3 separate regions of the Mus musculus genome follow, and all the other regions are linked to region 2. Evidence: chromatin contacts called from public promoter capture Hi-C data. All regions are on one chromosome and are shown on one strand. Each heading gives the region's core, a stretch centred on a gene start, on an enhancer-like site or on the middle of the called end of the contact. The rest is flanking DNA. Distances are from core to core; before and after follow the strand shown. Region 1 has its middle 15 kb from the start of Olfr97. Region 2 holds the start of Trim26 (tripartite motif-containing 26). Region 3 holds the start of Olfr94 (olfactory receptor 94).

The links. Promoter capture Hi-C pulls out the DNA fragments that hold promoters and counts their contacts.
Region 1: a promoter capture Hi-C map of second pharyngeal arch cranial neural crest shows a contact between it and region 2. The contact joins the enhancer-like site here to the promoter of Trim26 in region 2. A contact is called at or near these places in 5 of 39 promoter capture datasets (cranial neural crest, embryonic stem cells, frontonasal cranial neural crest and 2 more), 7 of 115 datasets of contacts at active chromatin or transcription factors (embryonic stem cells and pancreatic cancer cells) and 3 of 9 other capture datasets (adipose tissue, embryonic stem cells and liver).
Region 3: a promoter capture Hi-C map of embryonic stem cells shows a contact between it and region 2, with 5 times the contacts expected there. The contact joins the promoter of Olfr94 here to the promoter of Trim26 in region 2. A contact is called at or near these places in 23 of 39 promoter capture datasets (the 3T3-L1 cell line, 3T3-L1-derived adipocytes, the HPC-7 cell line and 13 more), 5 of 15 datasets of contacts at CTCF or cohesin (the NIH/3T3 cell line, embryonic stem cells and stem cell-derived epiblast-like cells), 47 of 484 Hi-C or Micro-C datasets (the G1E-ER4 cell line, the HL-1 cell line, the HPC-7 cell line and 17 more), 16 of 115 datasets of contacts at active chromatin or transcription factors (T-cell acute lymphoblastic leukemia, astrocytes, embryonic stem cells and 2 more) and 2 of 9 other capture datasets (adipose tissue and liver).

Annotation. Positions count from the first base shown.
Region 1 is chr17:37,245,669-37,248,368 of GRCm38.p6, reverse strand. No RefSeq gene overlaps it. Among named protein-coding and RNA genes, the nearest start is that of Olfr97, 15 kb to the right of the region's middle. Within about 2 kb of position 1,423, at least 41 of the 459 cell types and tissues checked have an H3K27ac peak or open chromatin away from gene starts, as enhancers often do. A contact at or near this core is called in second pharyngeal arch cranial neural crest, where this site is marked.
Region 2 is chr17:36,835,796-36,838,495 of GRCm38.p6, reverse strand. Trim26 (tripartite motif-containing 26) reads right to left here and starts at 1,350. Exons shown (of 10, transcript NM_001025599.3): 1 at 1,232-1,350; 2 at 924-1,031.
Region 3 is chr17:37,196,529-37,199,228 of GRCm38.p6, reverse strand. It overlaps Olfr94 (olfactory receptor 94), which reads left to right and starts at 1,263. Exons shown (of 1, transcript NM_001011518.1): 1 at 1,263-2,423. The coding sequence starts at 1,263. The coding sequence ends at 2,423.

The DNA.
Region 1 (2,700 bases), core at 174-2,673, 410 kb before region 2:
CATACTTATTAGCAGTCTGGATGTACCTGTTGCATTTTTCCTTCTGCAGAAAGAAAACAGTGGGTAAAAGGCCAGGAAGACAGCAGGGCCATAAAGGTCTATGAAAAAAGCCTTAAGCCACATGCCTTTAATCCCAGAACTTGGGAGGCAGAGACAGGTAGATTTCTGAGTTCAAGGCCAGCCTGGTCTACAGAGTGAGTTCCAGGACAGCCAGAGCTATACATACGTTTCGAAAAAACGAAACAAAAAACAAAAACAAAAGCCTTAATCCTAGCCCAAGCGAAGCTGCTAGAACTAGGACTGCAGACTCAGGGAAGGATATAAAACACATGACATATGAAAGAAGTATAATAAAGCTTTCTGGAGTGTCTGTTCTCAGCAGGGACCTTCCACTCTGATTATGGCTTTTCTGTCCCATGTTCCCATGCACAGTAGATGGTCAGTACCGAGACTCAGGCAAGGCTAGCATTTGTTAATGATACTGCTTCCTAGTTTATGTTGCTCACAATGATACATCATTGTGACATTCATTTGTGTATACAAGTGCTTGTGCATGCAAACAAGTATGCTATTACCTATTTTATGGGATAAAGTGGTCTCTGTAATACTTTATACACCTTAAGTAAACACCTCTTCAAAATGTAACTAAACATCTTTAAATGAGTCAAAAAATATTTTTCCAGAATTGTAATTTTAGAAATTAGATCTTTAAGATTTAGTTATTTGTGACTTAGATGTAAATTGTTTAAACTGTGTATATTCAGTCTGCATGTGGTTGATTCAAATCTATAATCTCAGTACCAGGAGAGCAGAAAAAGGAGAATCTCTGGAATTTACTGGCTAGCTGGTCTAACCAAATTGGCAAGATCCCATCTGAAGATAGATAGAAAAGATAGAGGGAGATACACAGTACTGGCTTACACATACATACACATAAACACACACATACACTCACATATGCACACATACAAACATATAAACACAAGCAAACACACACACAAACATTCATGCATACTTACATGCATATACACACACATACATACAAGCACTAAAGACATAATTACATTATACACCCAAGTATCCACATCATATACTCATAGATAGACATTAAAATACAATGATAACATAAAATAAACAATTGTGTCATTTGAGATTGTGGTCCAAATGTCTTCCCAGAGAAGAGTCAGGGAAAATTCCAACATCAGAACCCTTCCCAGATAACCCCGGGCCAGTGGGCAAGCAATGGATTGGGGGTGGGGCAGGGAGTGGAACTCAGGACCAGGAGGAGAAGGGATCCCGAAAATCTGGTCACGACACCCTTGTTTCTCCCTTTAGAGGTTATTTCCTTTCCAACCCCTGAACTCACCAGCACCTGTTTGGGTAAGAGCCAAAGCCACCACCGCCATCTGCAGGACAGCTCTGTTGCTTGAGGACCCCATCCTTCCCGTAGCCCTGATTAGATTCGCTAAGTACCTGCCAGCCAATTATAATGAGAGTTGCAGAAGCATCATCAGTATCCAGGCAAAAGTACCTGACAAAGTTTACAAAGTTACAAAGAAGTGAAACCTCAGAGGAAATGGAGGAATCTCCAATGCTGGGTTAAACCTGGAAACTGGGCTTGGATTTGATCTCTGTTCTCCTACACTGAGTACTTAATGTCATGTTTCCTAGAACGTTTCTAATATTCTAGGATCAGTATGTTCTCTACAACAAACAAAACATGTTTTTTTGTTTTATGTGTACTGATGTTTTGCTTATATTTATGTCTGTGCACCTCATAAGTGTCTGGTAACAGCAGAGCTAGAAGTAGGCATCTGACACCATGGAACTGGCGTTACTGGTCATATTAATTGCCACATGAGTGCTGGAAATAAGACTCAGGCAGACTCCACGGATAACTTTTATGAGTTAGGTCTACCAATAATTATCACACTTGGAAGCTAGAAGTGTTAAGGTCCTACCTGGGGGTACACACTTATAAACCCAGTCTCCAGGACATATAGGATTTTGGAAGGAGTTCAAGGTTGTCTTCAGCTAGGGAATTTAGTACCTGTAGCCACCACCAGCCAGTGGGTACTGGATTCCTGAAAGAAAAGATGGGGTTTTGGATGGGAAAGGCTGCGAGAGAAATAATAAGCCAAGACAAAGTTCTGATCAAGGCCAATGTTTACTTATGAGTCTGAGTTTATAAAGGCGGGGGGGGGGGGGGGGGACCCATCCCCCACCAAGCCAGGATCCTGTTGCTTTGTCAGGATAGTGTCAGGAGAACAGGTTCACCTACTCAACAGGTGTCTTGGAGGAAAACTGTAGATGTGGCATGACAATAGACTTTACCTAGGTCAGAGGACTCCACCCTAGGTGGGCTTGCTGGCTGTGGCAAGCCAGGTCTGAGTCAGCCTGCTCAAGGCTGGGGGAAGGGTACAGTTCCTCCCTTTTTATTTATTAAAAATAGCTGGACAGGGGCGTAAAATTTACTTATGCTCCATGGTCCTGCCTGGGAATTAAGTTGGCTCGCAGCCATGCCTGTCTTAGCACTGAATCTAATTGGCCTTTTTCTGACCCATCTCAGAGTACACATGCAGCTTGTTTGTGTTTATTTGCACAAACATGACATTTTAGTGTTTATTAAGAAAAACACAGCCTTTGACACATGCCCCTGTCTTAGGTTGAAATAAAAACCATAGACCAGTGGCCCGCCTT
Region 2 (2,700 bases), core at 101-2,600:
AGTGCAGCAACCTGGGTGAGAATATGGAGGGATAAGGTGAAAAGGAAAAGGTGAATAAATATAGTGTGTGGACTTTGGCCAATAATAATGTGTTATTTGTCAATGAAAGGAAATCAGTTGGGAGTTATAGACACTTCACACACTGTTTTCTCAATTTTTTCTGTAAATGTACAACTGTTCTAAAAAAAATTAAGTGTATTCAAAAGTGTGGGCAGATGCCTGTAATCTCTGTAATCGAAGCACTCGAGGCAGGAGGCTAACCTGGGCTGCCATGGTCAGTTTCAGACCATTTTGGATACATGGAGACACCCTGTCGTTGTCATCACCATCGTCATCATTATCAAATTTAAAAGTTGCAGTTTTAAAGGCATTAATGAAAGCTTTCTTTTAGAAAAATATGGGTTTGTTTGTTTGTTTGTTTTAACTTGGGAGGAATACTCTAGGCATCATGAATCCATCTCACTAACAAGGGGTTCAGGCATGCATGAACGAGCGCATGTCATTCTTCCCTTCTTTGAAACACACACAAATGGTTGTGTTGTCAAAATCTGGAATGTACGGGGAATTGTTAAGTGTCTCCTCCTATTCACTTCCCAAAGTTAAATTCATACATTTCTTTTCTTTTCTTTTTTTTTTTTTTGGGTGGGGGTGGGGGTGGGGGTCAAGACAGGGGCTCTCTTTGTAGCCCTGGTTATCCTAGAATTCATTTAGTCTGTAAACCAGACTGGCCTCTAACTCCCAAGCACTGGGTGTAAAGGCGTGCACCAGTCCACAGCCAGGTTTATACTTTCTTTTCCTAAGCTAATTAGGTAGTAAAATCATCAGTGATAACGAACGCACAGCTCTTGGTACAACTAGCTAAACCAGTTTACTCTGAGGATAAATAAATAAAAAAAAAATAAACAGATACATAAATATAAGACCTGCTTCTGGTCATGCAGGGCTCCAAGCCACCAGGTGGAACGTCATCCGGGTCCCGCTCACTTCTGGCTCTGGGGACTGGAAGAGACTGAAGTAAGTCTGGGTTGGACCTGAGGAGGAAGGAACACGGCGAGCTCAGGGCGAAAGGCCCAAAGGCGAGCCGGGGACGCGGCGCTCACGCGAGCTCGCCGTCCCGCGCGCCCGGGCCTGGTTAGCCCTGCCCAGGGCCCGCGGCCGCCTTCGCTGTCCCCACCCGGGTCGCACGGCGGCCGCTCCTCCGCGTCTCCTCACCAGTGCAAACCGCACTCACCCGCGCCGCTCTCCGGGCCGGGTCACTCCTCTCCCTGGAGCTGCTCCGCGGGGTAGGTCCTGAGCAAGCAGCCGGCACCACAGTCTCCCCGCCCAGCAGTCTCCGGGAGCTCCGGGCCCTCCGCCGAGATTTCTCTGGGACCAGCCCTGGGATTGGCTCTTGCCAAACTCCATCCTCCAATGGGAACTTCAGGATTCTTGACGTCACTGATCACTGGGCAAATCCCCAGGCAGCGGCCAAAGAGGTGAAGCGGCCGGGCCCGAGAAAAGGAAAGTGAAATCGGAAGCGGCCAGTGCGTCACGGTTGTCTTCCAGCTGCTGAGGTCGCGCGAGGCCTCGTGTAGGTTAGGGTGCTGAAGCCCCCATAGCTTTCGAGACCCCATTTCTGATTCCCTGCGGTTAGGGGTGGGCTGGGGTGTCTGCAAGGGCTGGGTTTTAGATGGGGTTTCCTCCTCAGGGCCTGCCTCTAACTAAGATCAGACCAGTCTATCAAGTTTTTCCAAGATCCATCACAAATATCATTTTCGAAGCTCCTGGCTAGGATGAACCATTTTTGACAACTAGCCTTCCTTACACAAGGCAGGTGCTGTTCCTGCTGTACAGAACAAAGTAAACACACATACACATTCCACACTCCACCCCACACCACAGTGATAGTTCAGTGGGTAAAGATGCTTGCCACCAAATCAGATGACTGGCTTTCAAATCCCATATCCCCCACATGATGGGACATGAGAACATCTATTCTGGTTGTCCTCTAAGCTCCACAAGCACATGCACTCTCCACCTACGCTAAATAAATAAATGCAAAACATTTAAAGATCCTGGCGCTAGGGAAACCGAGGCATTAGAGTTCAATACCAGCCTGGGCTACGAAGGGGGAATTTGTTGAAAACTGAGAAAAACTACAGAACCTGCAATATCTGGTACTGAGGCCCTCTACAGGAGCTTTGAGAGCCTCCTGCAGCTCCACAGCCAAGGACTCGACCACGCCCACTAGCCTGAAAGCCCTTTTTGCACACAGCTTTCTGCTCTGCAGGAAATCCACAGTTCCTGCTACTTCCAAAGAAGTAGTCCGAGCTGCAGGAGGGCTCCGAGTCCTAAGTCCTAACATTTCACCAACATATGGGGAGTGCTTTTGAGTTTCCTGTGAGCTGTTGTAGGGGGTGGAGCGGAGTTCTGGATGCCTGTGCTCTGGACTTTGATCTCAGCACACCCTAAAATCACTAGATACCTGCTCTTTCAGTTGATATTGGGGGTGGGAGCTTTGTTTTGTTTTGTTTAGAGACAGAGTCTCACTATGTAGCTCTGGCTGTCCTGGAACTCGCTCTGTAGACCAGGCTGCCCATATTCAGTACCGGTTCTTCCCACTCTGCCTGCGTTTCCCTTATATCTACAATAAAAATCTTCTCCATACTTAAGGAATAGTCACAGGGAGTACCTCAACGATGGTCAGAGCCAAGGAATGCT
Region 3 (2,700 bases), core at 14-2,513, 360 kb before region 2:
AGACTCTTGTGCAAGTTTTATCTATTCTATCAACCATGATAATTTCTGTATCCCCCAGATTGTTGAATTCAGTATCAATACCTAGAGCCTTGAAATCGAGGTCCTTTTTGTTTCTTGCATTTCTTTTAAATTTGTTTGAGAAACAGTTGACAGGAAAGCCCATGATAGACCCAAGAAGTCAAATTCCACCACCATTTACACATGACAAACTTGAAGGAGAATGATATGAAATGATTTCTACATCTCAAATAACCAACCAGACACTGTTGTTTTAGCTGAGTACAGTTTGAGGCCTGAGGGCTCCTCATTTCTGGTCTGATAGGAAGTATTCCAGTATAACATGTTAAAAACAAACTCACAGAGTAGGAGCATAGCTCAGTCTGAGCATGCTTAGCATGTGCAAGGTCCCAGATTCAATCCCCAGCCCAAGGGGGGGGGGGGCGAGGCACAATAAACTTTAAACGGGTTTATTTGAGCAAATAGCTATTTCTGAATCAGGCAAAAGTGGTTCAGTGGGCCACAGCCGGGAAACATAGGGAACATTTTGATAGGATGAACACAGAAGTAAAACAAAGAAACATTTGGGTGGATGCTGGACACTGTAGCTCATGATTATAATCCTAGCTCTCTGGAGGTTGACACAAGAGGATCAGGAGTTCAAAGGCCATCCTCTGCCTCTCAAGTAGAACTGAAGGCCAACCTGGGCTTCATGAGGCCCTACTGGAAAGAAGGGAGGGCGGGAGAGAGAGAAGCAGGCAGGGAGAGAAGGAAAGAAACCTCAAGACAGGCAGAGACAACGGAGGCAGAGAGGAAGGAAAGGAGACTAAGGACAAAAATATTTGATTGGCTACAGTTACCATATTTGGTGTAGTCCAGTGGAAACTATAGCTAGATATTTCTTGGCTCCTCCTATCAGAGCGCACTTGGCTTTAACTGTTGCATAAACAGAAAAGTGGATGATACTGCTCCATCTAGTCTCACTCAGGCTTAACTCTTAGACAACGCCCACTTTTAAGGAAAACTGGGGGCGGGGTGCTCAGAGTGGAGTATGCCCTTCTTATACAAAGTATCTTTATAGCTGCCCTTAGGAGGAATGCTGAATTTCTTCCTTAATCCCTGGAAGGGCAACCAGAACCAGGAACACAGACCTGGTTAGCTAGCGATAGACTTAGGACAATTTGATCTTGTAAGTTGTGTCTAATTGGCTCACCTGTTAAGCACAGTTTCTATCCCCCTTGAAGGACTTGTAAAGGAATACTGGGATGTGGCTATGTAACAAAACCAAAACTTGGGCATGTGCCGAGTTTATCCCATATTGGAGGTTCTTGTTTGTTGTGGTTAGCGGTAAGACAGGGTTTTACTATGTAGCTCTGGCTGGCCTCGAACTCACAGAAATTTCTGGCCTTTGCCTCCCAGCGCAAGGCCCGCAACACTGTCTAGCATTAAATATTTTTGTCTCGCCTTCCGAACCTTCTTGGAGTTTTCCCCCTCAGGCTAACCACAGCTCAGCGGAGCGCTTCCTACTGCTGGGTTTCAGCGACTGGCCCTCTCTGCAGCCTGTCCTCTTCGCACTGGTCCTTCTCTGCTACCTACTAACGCTCACCGGCAACGCGGCGTTGGTGCTGCTGGCCATTCGCGACCCTCGCCTGCACACACCCATGTACTACTTCCTTTGCCACTTGGCTCTGGTGGATGTGGGTTTCACCACTAGTGTGGTGCCACCGCTGCTGGCCAGCCTGCGCGGCTCAATGCTGCAGCTACCGCGCGCTGGGTGCATGGCTCAGCTGTGCTCATCGCTGGCGCTGGGCTCCGCCGAGTGCGTGCTGCTGGCCGTCATGGCGCTGGACCGCGCGGCTGCGGTATGCAACCCTCTGCGCTACACCTCACTGGCCTCGCCGCTACTGTGCCGCACGCTGGCCGGAGTCTCCTGGCTCGGTGGCCTGGCCAACTCCGCGGCGCAGACCGCCCTGCTGGCCGCGCGTCCCCTGTGCGCACCCCGCTGTCTGGACCATTTCATCTGCGAGTTGCCGGCGCTGCTGCAGCTGGCCTGCCGCGGCGGCCGCAGCGCCACCGAGCGCCAGATGTTCGCCGCGCGTGTGGTCATCCTGTTGGTGCCTTCGGCGGTCATCCTGGCCTCCTACATCGCCGTGGGCCGCGCGGTCTGGGGCATGCACTCCAGCTCTGGCTGGCGGAAAGCGGCGAGCACATGTGGCTCTCACTTGACCGCGGTCTGCCTATTTTATGGCTCTGCCACCTACACCTACCTGCAACCCACGCATAGTTACAACCAGGGCCGTGGCAAATTCGTCTCGCTCTTCTACACGGTGGTCACTCCCGCTCTCAATCCTCTCATCTACACACTGAGGAACAAGGAAGTGAAGGGGGCGGCACTGAGGCTCTTGCGGAGTCTGGGGAGGCCATAGGTGGGACAGTGAAAAAACTGAGAAGGGCTCAGAGTCCTGGAAATAGGATGCTCATAATTTTTGTCTGTGCATAAGGATCTGCAAGTTTTGTGCTCCGTGAGTTCTGGGTTAGTAGCGAGATTCTTTTCTCTCACCGGGTAGGGTTTGAATTCTTGCGGGGTGCGGAGAGGGGACTCCTGAAATATATAAACACTCTTAAATGGTGATGTGGTAAATGGCTCTTGGGACTCTCAGTAAGGAGGGAAGCAGGATGCAGGAGGGGGTCAGATGCACTCTG